2 separate regions of the Anas platyrhynchos genome follow, and region 1 is linked to region 2. The links are chromatin contacts, called in public Hi-C maps. All regions are on one chromosome and are shown on one strand. Each heading gives the region's core, a stretch centred on a gene start, on an enhancer-like site or on the middle of the called end of the contact. The rest is flanking DNA. Distances are from core to core; before and after follow the strand shown. Region 1 has its middle 39 kb from the start of TMEM260. Region 2 overlaps KTN1 (kinectin 1).

Evidence for each region. A called contact is a pair of places that touch in the nucleus more often than the background predicts.
Region 1: a contact with region 2 is called in a Hi-C map of liver, with 3 times the contacts expected there. The contact joins two enhancer-like sites. A contact is called at or near these places in 5 of 8 Hi-C or Micro-C datasets (F1 follicle, liver, skeletal muscle and 1 more).

Annotation. Positions count from the first base shown.
Region 1 is chr5:4,585,984-4,591,414 of IASCAAS_PekinDuck_T2T, reverse strand. No RefSeq gene overlaps it. Among named protein-coding and RNA genes, the nearest start is that of TMEM260, 39 kb to the left of the region's middle. Within about 2 kb of position 1,489, at least 2 of the 8 cell types and tissues checked have an H3K27ac peak or open chromatin away from gene starts, as enhancers often do.
Region 2 is chr5:4,429,628-4,435,733 of IASCAAS_PekinDuck_T2T, reverse strand. KTN1 (kinectin 1) reads right to left here. Exons shown (of 42, transcript XM_072038126.1): 39 at 5,634-5,717; 40 at 3,895-3,987. Among named protein-coding and RNA genes, the nearest start is that of KTN1, 67 kb to the right of the region's middle. Within about 2 kb of position 2,898, at least 3 of the 8 cell types and tissues checked have an H3K27ac peak or open chromatin away from gene starts, as enhancers often do.

The DNA of each region.
Region 1 (5,431 bases), core at 240-2,739, 160 kb before region 2:
TTTCCTCCTGCCAAAATCACTGGGAAAAAAACCCTCTGGTCAAGAGAGATGAAAGATGCAGAGGAAAATGCGTAAAAGCAAACAGCTGGGTGGAGAGCACTCGTGTTACGATAGATTGGGTGAAAAGGGCATTTATTACTGGGGCTAAGGGAAGAGAAAACTGGAGCTGAGAAGCAGCCAGTGCAGTGCTGCTAATGTCCAGCTGATCGCAGGTGTCGGGGCAGCTCTGGAAATGTGGAAAAATGGATTGGGGTGGGACCAGGATCAGACCCAACAGGGGGGCTGACCTGGGCTGCCCCCACCCGTCCTGGGCAGAAAATCGCCTGCATCTCTGCAGGATTCAGCTCCTGGGGAACAAAGAGATGCAAAAGCATCTGGTTGCACGGGGTGGTTTTGTAGGAAATAAGCATTAAACGTGCTCTCATTCTTAATGAGATAGTGCTCAGGTTACTAACTGCAGCATGCAGTAACCCACAGAGGGTCCTACGCCTGTGCCCCAAGGAGCAGCACAGCAGCAAACAGCACACATAGACCAGGTAGAGAATTGGAAAAGCAAGGAAGAGCACAGAAATGGTTTTAAGGCCAGAGAAAATAGCATGCAGAAAGGCTCATAAGGATCTCATCCTGCTTAAGTTTATGGGATGGAGGGTCTTGAATCTGTCAGTGAACCCGAATGGGAATAAAAGGAGAATGATACAGCCACAAAGACAGCACACAGGTTGATTTTGGGGAAAGCAGAAATATACAGAGCCTTTGCTTTGGGGTGACGTTGCTTTGGCCTTTTTCCAGGCAGGAGCTCAGGACAGCTGACAAGGAAGGCAGGAGGCAGCTCAGCGTGCATCCATAACCCTACAAGGTCAAGGGGAAGAAAAATGAAGCAAAAAATGATTTTAGTAAAGAACAAACAAAGTAAAAAACACTTAAGCCTCAACATTTTCTGTGACATTGCCCCCGTTATACAGCAGCATGGAGCCCCATCGTGTCCCTCTGGAACGAGCAGCCTCCAAGAGCCCAGGGCTCTAAATCTCCCCCTGGTTGCTGCCTGGCACTCTGCAGGAAACCCCAGCCCCATAGGGTGCCAAAGCCAACCTAGGACTATGGCAGCCATCAGCTGCTCCGCTTTCACATTGCTAAGAGATTTTTTACTCCAAATCCAAGGTTTATTTATTTATTTTTTTAATTATTCTTCCCCCCAGCAAAAATTGTCAGTGGAAGGATGCCGTCAGTGCTGCCCTACACCTGGTGTCACCAATGGGTCCACCTCCTCCCAGGCCAAAGGCAGCCACACTGCCAAGTCCTGCCCAAATCTCCCCCTTTGTTTCCAAAAACTTCCCTTAAAAAAAAAAAAAAAGCCAGGCTTGGGGAGATGCTGTGACAGCAGCTTCACCATCATCATCCACACCCAGGCATGGATTTACGCTTGCTGAGATTAGGGGCCGGAGACCTAGTTTGTAGCAGGCTCTGCACTGATTAATTGCAGGCCTTGAATCCGAAACATGCCAAGTCTTTCAACTCTGCAGACAATGTCTGGGTTCTGCTCCCAGCCCGCTTGTTGTGGTGAATCACTTGAAAAGACTTCAGGCTTTTGAGGAAATTTCTGGCATTTGCTGGCACACATGGTAATTCCAGCAAGCAGAGCCAAGGGGGAATCATTTACTCGAACATCTAAATCCCTCTGGAAATGGTGTCTTACAGATGCTCTCAGTATTTTAATTCAGTTGGTTGTTCTAGATGGAGTTTAACATGCCAGGAACTTCCACAGAACAGAAAATTCCCAAAACTTCTCTTTGGAAACAGCGAAGGAAGAACGATGTTTGTCTGCAGAATTTACTCAGAGCAAACTGAAGTTTTTTCAGTGGGGGAAACTTTAACCAAATCAGAGGGATTTTGTACTTAAGCAATCTAACGGGGGAGCTTTGCATTTGTGAGCACCAACAAAAATTTACCTTCCTTGGAAACTGGAAGAGGGAATGAGGAAAGGAGGGGATGAGGAAAAGCCAGCTGCTCCTCTGCCTTAACAGAAACAGGCGCCCAGGGAGGCTACGGATACCACCTCTTAACTGCCAGGCTACGATTTACTATTATTATTATTATTATTATATGAATCTCCTCCTTTTCAGCCTGCAAACTCTGCCCAAATAAAACCAACAAGGTTGGGATACTACCGCACTTCCACGTGCTGGAAATCCCATGCTTGGCCTGCAGTGATGCCACCCTGGGGGGACACACAGGGATCCCATGGCAGCAGCATTGAACCTCACACAGACAGCAGGGACACAGCCAAGTTCATCCAGCTCCCTCTATCTTCCTCGGGATCAGGTCTCCTGCTCTGGGCATGGCCGAGCCCTTTTTACATCTGCTGTGGGCAGCCTCACCTCAGGAGCCTCCCACCTTGTTCTCTCGCAGCACAGGCGAGGCAGGACATCTGGCCCACATGTGTGCAAGGGAGGAAAGATTTCTGCCTTGCAGGATAGGGACTGCCCATAACACTTGCTGTTCCCTGCTCTGGAGGCTCCTGGCTGTCTGGACACTCTCCATTACGTGCACTCAGATCCCCCAGGAGCATGGCAGGAAGGCACGGGTGGGGCCTGGTGAGAAGGTAGCGAAGACTGCCCGCAGGGAGTATCCCCCCCTCGAAATCAGCAGGCTCCGGGGAAATAAGCATGTTAAATAAGGATATACAAAATGATAGATAGATAGATTTTCTGCTGCTTGCAAGATGAAAGTAACGAAGCTTCATTTTCTGTCAGAAAACACTTAAATCATTGTTTCAGACCTGCAGGCAGGGCAGGGCTGGGCAGTCCTGTGATTCCCATTCCTTAGATAGGGAAGGGGAAATTAAAAGCCTCCTGCCTAAGGTCAGAGCAGGGAAAAGCCAGGCCCAAAGCCTGCCCTCCTTGAGGCTTTGCTGCTTTCCCTGGGACTCAATTATTACCATTATTAGGCTTTAGGTGCCTACACTGCATTACCTGCCCTATCCTATGAGGGCTGTAGGGGCTGGCACGACTTTTGGCATGGACATAAGCAGTCCCTTCCCTGGCTCCTCTCTTCCTATTTAAGCAGAGAAATAAAGAGCAGAGGGGACGCACCACAGCCCTGAGGTCAGCCAGATGCTGCTCATTGCTTTCACCAGGCTGCTGAGCTGGATTTGTGGTCTTAAGTTGACAGGCAGTTTGGCCCAAATCCCGAACTGCCCTGGAGGCTGAGGCCAGCTCCTCTCATGGCTAACCCAGCTGGCTGTGCAGCTGCATGGTGCAGGCTTTCAGCAGCTGCCACTGCCTCCTGCATCTTCCCTTAGCAGGGCACAGAAGGACCTAGGCAAAACCACTCTTGATGAGGGACAAATGGCATCTTGCTGCTGAAGAAACCTCTCTATCAGAGCAAGGTTCAACACAGGGAGAATCAGAGAACCATCCAGGCTGGAAAAGACCTTCATGATCACCAAGCCCAGCCATTGATTAATGTTGGTACTGCTGAATGCCAAGACTTGTCCCTCCATGCCATGACCTCACGTCTCTTCAAAACCGCCAGGGATGGGGACTCCACCACCTCCCTGGGCAGCCCATGAGGTGCCCGACCACCCTCTCCATGAAGAAATGTTTCCCAATGCCCAGCCTAAACCTCCTCTGGCACAACACAAGGCCATTTTCTCACATGTCATCACTTGAGAAAAGGGACAAACAGCCCCTCACCGCAGCCTCCTTTGAGGTAGCTGTAGTGAACAAGGAGGCCTCCCCTCAGCCTCCTTCTCTCCAAACAGCCCCAGTTCCCTCAACGTCTCCTCATAACTCATTTTCCAGCCTTTTTACCAGCTTCCTCACTCTTCTCCGCACATTCTCGATCAACTCCCTGTCCTTCCTGCAGTGAGGGGCCCCAACTAATCACGCTGTTTGAGGGACGTGGGCCTAAGGTGTCTACAGCTGGCCCTAAGCGCCTTCAGGGCACTGGGCCCACGGTGGCCTCTATCACCACAGCAGAGCAGAGGATTTGGCTGCCAACTGAGCCAAAGGATCCTTTCTTTGCCCGGTCCACATGCTCAGCTTGCCCCGTGGCCCACACAGCTCCGTTCCTACACAGAGATTTATGAACCAGACCAAGAGGCTGGGCCGCTTCTCCAGAAAGAGCAGCGACAGCCCTCATGGAGCAAGGGGGTTGGCGTCCAGCTTCGGCCTTCCTCCCTTCTGCTTCTCACTTCATCAGAGGTGGCAAATTTAAACTTGGTTCAAAGGCCAGGCCCTGCCTTTGCAGAGTTTTAACACAGCATTTAAGGCAAATATTCCACCAACTGTGTTCATACTGCATAGTTTTATATAGTTTTAAACACTGATGTAATTGGGGTTCTTGTGAACTCCTTCCTGCTGTTGTTTCCTCATCTTGAGCCTGTATTCTGACATGAGATTTCACTGGGTTAAATTTTTAAAAGGAAAAAAGGAATCAGGCTGAGACAACTCAGACATCGCTGTCAAACTTCTGTCTGCCTTACTTTCACATGAAAGAGATTTCTTAAGTTCCTCCTAAAAATATGCATCCATGCAGCACTACCTTGAAAGGGAGAGAAAGGCGGTAACCACAAGTGCTCCAGAAACCTCACAAAGACCATTTCACAGCAGCAAAAGCCGCAGTCGCTGCAAAGTGAAGTTTTACAGGGAGGAATACACGCTCCCTGATATAGAGTGATGAGACCGCAGCATCTTGAACTGCATAATGGGAAGAAAGAGGAAAAAAAGCAACAAGGGAGACGGTATCTTTAGGAAGAGGTTTGGTCCTACTGTCTTGCCTTACAGGAACTGAGCAAACTTAAAGCCTCCAACTTTTATGCCTTCCCATTACAAAGCCGCCTGTGAGCCCACTGGCAAACCATCACATCTAGAGAAAGTTGCAGAAATCCTTATTTCCTTGTTATGCTCATACCAATGTTTTTTTCCCCACTTACCAAAAAAAAGCAATTTATTTTAGCTCATTTAAAAAAAATAAGCTTACGTATTCACAGGGACTGCATACAAAAAGGGACAAATACAGATATAAACAAAACAGCGAATTACCATTATGGAAATTAATTTCAAGAGTCACAAGGCATATTATTCCTGGAAATTGCTTTTATTTAGCAATTATGTTAACACCGCAAGAAGGCAGCTGGCATTGAAAACAAACAGTTCAATTTAAAAATCAGGGAAGGGAATTAACTGAAATTTCAGGGCACTCACACCTGAATACACTCCACTACCTTGAATACTTAAGACTCCTCAGAGGTTTAGGTTTAGGCTTTTGTTGAGGAATAGAAGAAATGGGATAAAAGAGTAGGAGAAGCTTTTTTTTTTTTTTTTTTTTAAGTTATTCATTTGTTTTCGCAAATCAAAGTCAAACCCTGACAACCAGCCAGCAGGTGAAGAAACTGAAGGAGTCGATGACAATACTGAGATAACAATTTTAT
Region 2 (6,106 bases), core at 1,649-4,148:
TCAAGGAGCCGAAGGAGCCACTGAAATCTTTCATCTGTAGGTCTACTGCCCTCTGTGGGATCCTGTCCTCAGCAGGACGTAATAACCGAGCACCAGGCAGCTCCAGCTGTGAGTGCTGACAGCTTCCCCTGCCCACACTGCAGCACCAGCGCTCCCGTTCAGGCTCAGACCTTGGACACTGGCTCTGCCCCTTGGCCTCCCACGGGTTCCTGCTCTGCTCCAAGCCCCCAGCAGATTCCTGCTTGCCAGGGGCACCCAGGCTTGGAGAAGGACCTGGCAGAGCAGTGTAGGCACCAGTCAGCATGGAGACACAAAAAAAGGGCTGCCCAGAGCTAGAAGCCTGGTTTCCTGAAATGAAGACACCAAGCTTGCTTTTTTTTTTCCTTTAAAAACAAGGAGCTCATCAGTTTAATATTAATAGGGAGGTACAACTCTAAACAGACTTCCCTTCCTGCCTGCCCTTCTCCCCAAAGCCACTCTTGCTGCGCTAACGCTGATCTAATCCCCGCTTTATTACCCTCATTGATTACCTCCTCCAGAGCCACACAAAGGGCTCCACGTTCACATACACCTGCAGGAGAGCTTCCCTCTGCAATCCAGCAGCCACAGATCAGCAGATCTGCCTCGGTGCCAGCGATGCAGAAGCGCCCAGCTCTCCGTGTGAGCACAGACATTTCTGCAAGCGCTCAGCACCAGCTGAGAGCAGCCTGCCAGAAGGAGACCGATGCAAACGCCGGTGCCAATCTCTCCCTGGGGTTTAAGGGAAATTAGAGGGAGTTCACGGAGAGCCACTTCCCCAGCTCCCACTTTTGCAGAGCTGCTGCAAGGCACAGGGCAGTAAATCAAACCCAAGCACCTGCCCCATTACGGAGACCGCTGCGGGCTCAGGCAGAGCAGAGCGATGCATTGCCAAGCTCTCACTCGCACGCCACTGCCCTAAAAAAATCATTTTTCTGCCCTAAAAATCATTGGGAATCTGTATCAGAGTAGCTTTAACCCATCTCACCCTTATTAAGGTAGGAAATCAGGGCTGTTAAGGCTGAGAATTTGCTTAACGGCCTCCTACAGGTTGATGGAAGCGGAGAGGCAAACGCAATTAGCATCGCAGCAAATGACTGAGTCATGGCACTGGCCGATGGTGCTGGCAATAGGGCTGTGTGTGTGTTAGAGGAACCAGCACGAGCAGAAGCGATGAAGGAGCCTTTCCGTTCACCCTCAGCCCTCCCCTCCTCTCCTTTCCTCGCTCCTTCCTCTTCTCCCCTCTATTTTGTGGCTCTGCTAATACTGCTCGGTGTTTACCCGTGAGTTACAGGCACATCCCCAGCCCTCCTGGGATCCGATCCTGACCAGCAATGGATGAATTTAGGCCAAAAACACACACACAGCAGCTTCTGCTAACCCAGGGCTGTGAGGCTGCCTTATGGGGCCAGTGCTGAAGCATCATTTGCCCTCTCTGGTTAAGCCGCCTGATGTTTGCACGCACTGCCCCAAATCCCCTGGATAAGCAGAGGTCTGGAAGATCTCCTGGGGTCTGGAAGATCTCCTGGGGTCCTCTGCAATTCCCATGTCCCTTCTGCCAGGCATCGAGCTGACAGATTCAGCCCTGCCATGCTCTCCATGTACAGCACCTCCCATTTCCAAGGATGGGGTGTTTCACACAGATTTGGGGAAGAAAGCACGTTAGATGGCACATAATCCTCAAAATAAGTTCGCCACCGAGGAGAGCTGCTGAATATAAACGACCTCCTTACAGCACACTGAAAGGCAGCCTTTAGTCATCATCCAGTCCCACAAGTGACAAGGAGGCTGATTAGAAAACCCAAATGCTCTATTTTTAAATAGAAAGAAAAGGAATCTAAAGAAAACACCGAGTGTCTGAGGGTTTACGCAAGCATCATTTCTGAATTTTGGGGGCTGGGTCTAGTCCCCAGAAGGAACTAATATGCTCGTTTGCAAGCATGTGTTTTCAGGTCCTTCAGGAGGAAAAAAAAGGCACTGTTGCTAGGTGGAAGTGGCTGGAAGACTTTCTTTTTTAATCGGCGAGCTATTTTAAGCTAGGTTTTTAGGCTTCCGGGGAGACAGCTTTCTTTTTTTTATATAAAAAAAAAAGCAGCAAAATGGGTTTAGAGAAGGAGAGAATGTTCTAATTTCAGCCTCTGCCGATGGCTACCTGTTTAGACAATTAAGATTTCTACTAATGAAGGCTTAATTATAGGTTTATTAGGAGTGTTTTTTCCACATTTCCCAGAATAAAGCAATAGATATTCTGGAGGGAGCCTGGATGGGGCTCCCACGCTGCTATAGGGGAGCAATCCACGAACCAGAGGGGTTGTGCAAGGCTCAAGGGATTAAAACCAGCTCCAGCCACAGAAGGGCAGATCTAACAGCACCTAGCTGAGGGTCTGCCAGCACCTCCAGCTGTGAAATGCCGTGGCTGAGGCTGTACCACCACGCTCCTGGCGGTTTATTTCCAGCTGTGGCAGTTGTTGGGGGACAGCCCAGGGATGTTTGAGGAGCTTTGAGATGTGCTCGCTGCTTGTTTACGGTGGGTGAGCATCCAAAGAGGTTGCACTGAGCTGGGAGAGCTCCACGAAGAGGGAAAATGGGCAGGACAAGGGATTTCCACCATGGTTGGTTGTATTATTACCCTGCCCCAAACCTTGCACCTGCCTTTTTAGCACCTCCATCCATCCGTAGCACCAGTCCCAAAGGCAGGCCACCAGGAAGGCAGAGCAGAGGGCAAGCAGTTTGTCACCGACGTGAGGAGGTGACAAACTCCTCTCCGTCCTGCTGCAGCCAGACCCAGAGCACCCACCTGGCACCGTCTGGCCTTCTGCTGGCCACAAATACCTCACCTCCCTTCCAGGAAACCAGCTCACAGGGCTGGGCCGTGAGCGGTTTCGCAAGCCCAGCTGCGTCTCTGGCTCTGCTGTGGTCAGCCCACAACACAGAGGTCGATCAGCATCCATGACTGATCGCTCTGGGAAAGACATTTCATTTCTGCTAACGACTACAAAGGCAAAGGCTTTTCTACAGTGCTCCTTAGAGGACTCCTGGCTTCCTCTTCCAGCTGATGAAACTACTTATTTTCAGTGGCTAAAGCAGTCGATATAAATTATTTGTCCTACCAGCAAGCACTCGTCTCCCCCCTCAAATGACAGCGTTTCCTTCCACTCGATCCATCAGAAGGAAACGGGTAATGAGTTCCATTGACACCACTTAGCTGTGCAAAATGTGCTGGGAAGACATCTGCTTCAGCCTCCCCAGCTGCCTTCTGCAAAGCTGTGCTGAAGCTGACGTGAAAGCTCTTGTTTCCAGGGATGGGGAAGCCCTGCTACAAAGCCAGGACTCAGCCGCTCGTACAGGTGGTGTCTTTTTAGGGCCAGCACTCTGGGAGTAACCCACACGGACAGGTGGTTACCCACTAGCATGAGGAAGAAACCACCGTAGACAGAGTTCCCGCAGTTCCAGATCCTACAACCCCTTTACACATGCCAACCCATCAGTTAAAATTTTTAGCTTAGTTAGTAATCAGATTTATTTTTAGCCTCCTTTCTTGAAGGAAGGAGTCTGGGTATCTTCCCTGAACTCTTCCCACTTTTGCCCAAACCAAACCAACAACCCTTGGCAGTGCAGATCTCATGTCCAGAACCTCTCCCCCTCCTCCTTGCAAATTTGAGCCATGGCAGGAAGTCACAATCCAGATGACAGCAAAACTCCTGGTGCTTAGAACAAGGTCAGCATCCCTGGGATACAGCTCCAGGACAGAAAACTTCATCAAGCCTCAATCTTCCCATCAGCAGCACATTTCTAAGCAAGACGTGACTTCCCAAAGCTCACTCTTAGCAGGAAATTTGTGCTGCCCCTGAGTACGGTCTCAAGAGAAACACTCACCGAGTCTGTGCGAACGTCGCTGTTTTCAATAACGTTGGCATCCCCAACCACTTTGCCAATTTCTCTCTCAAGAGACGCCAAGGACTCCTGGGCCTGTAGGGTGGGAAAAGAGAAAAAGAACAAGGGAGAGAACAATTAGCAAAGGCTGAGAAGCGAACCCTCAACTCTCTAGGAGCAATGCTAGAGACAGGAAATCATTGTTCAGTAGGAAATGTGTTTTATGCCAAATTTGCTCAGGGGACCAACACATTTGCCAAGATTGACATGTCTCCTTACAATCAGTGCGCTGAGTGTCAGCCTGCCTGCATTTTAAAAGCAATTCTGTGGGGAAGCTCTAATAGTCTCGTGTCAAGTTATTAGGTAAAAAATTGCACTTTTTTTTTTTCCCACGTGAGAGCAGCAGCACAGGCAGGTCTCTAGAAGCCGGATTGCAGATCTTCATTTACACACAGCACACCCTGAACCAGGGACATCAGCACTGCTCGCTTCATATGTCAACATCCAGCATAACTGTCCTGAGCAAAGTGTTTTCAATGCTATCACAGCAGATCTCCTTTGTCTTCACTTCCTGCAGAGCTTGTGATCATCTGTCCCTGTCCTATTAGACAGCCAGCCTACCCCAGCAACAGCTCTCCCCCTCCAGCCCTGCAAGAACCCAGCCCCATTTCCTTGCAGTGCATCTGCTTCCCCCTTTTTTTGTCCCCCTGCCTTGCTGAGCTACACAGCCGAATTTCTCATCCAGCCATTGTTTTAGATGAACACAAACTAACCTTGTGGAATCACATCTCAAAGCACTACGGGAAAACCTCCCCCTTGCTTGACAGTTTGGTCAGAGCAAACCTTGTTTTGCTTTCTTCCTCTGCTTCCCATCACAAGCAGAGTGCTCTCCTCTTTCCAGGCCTTTATTCTCACCTTTAAGGAGAAACTCACCTCCATCCTCTGCTTCTCAACCTCTTCTCATCTCCAAATACCAATAGATAGACCAGGAGATGGCAACAGAGGTGTTTTATATCCCACTAACCATTCTCCAAGCTGCCCCGTGACAACAGCCCAGCTTCCACAAGCAAACACATTGCCAGGGCACCAAGAAGACCACTGATCCTGCCAACCATCCCACTGGCCCACTGATTCCTTCCCAGTTTCACATTATACTTGTGGCTGAGAAAGCAGCCTCACTGAAGGAACAAGGTGTTGTAGAGGCTAGAGTCAGACCTCAGTTTCTCTGCAGCCTATTCTTGTCTCTGCATATCAATTCTCCCATGAGAGGCTCATTTATGGGGTGACAGCACTGAGACCTCGTATGCCTAAAGATTTCCCACTCCATTCCATTTTGCAAGAGCAGTCGTTGAGGAAAAGCAGAGGTAACCCCACATGCTTGTCCCACCAAGCTTCCTTAGAGCTAACGTTAAAGATCTCCCAACTGGCTGTAGCCCAGGAGATGGCAACCATGTGCAAATGGGCAGGTGGTTTGTTAGCCAACTTGTAACCACTGCCATTCCAGTTGGGATTTAAAAGCTTCAGGCTCTGATGTGGGTGGAGGGCTGTGGGACGGGATATTTATTAGGCTGGGTTTCTTTAAAGAATTATTTGTCAGCCCCAAATCACCACTTGTTCCTGCTGGCATACAAGTATCACAGACAAGAGGCATTTTCAAGAAGTTTCCCAGCATTTTAAAAACCAGAGATCCTGATGACTCGAGTAACACTGAAGATCCGCATCTCATAAGGGTCTCTGCTTACCTTTGGCAAGTCACCAGCCACCTTCTGTCTCTCATTTTGATCAACTTTGAGTTTTGATAGTGTTTCATTTAACTGTGTTTTCAGCTGCAAAATAGTAACAAAAAATCAGTTTTACACACATGCAGATTTAATTCATCTTTCCCCTGGATTAACCCAGTGCACATGGACTGCAAAGGGAGCGAGATTACTAAAAATTACTGCACGCACTTGATTAGTCAACATATATGATGAGGTTTACAAGGACAGTCAAGGAAGAGAGATTCCATCTGTGAAGACAAATGTAAAGAATGGAAACTACAGAAAAAAAAGACAAAAAGTTGGAATCAGCTTGATTACAACTGGTCTCAACTTTGAGGCTATATTGCCAGGAAGACTATTAGCAATACTGAGTGTATGTAAGCCTCTCCAAGCACTCCTATCACAAGTCAGTCAAGACTTCAACTTAATTCTTGGTAAATATGCCAAAACGTAGA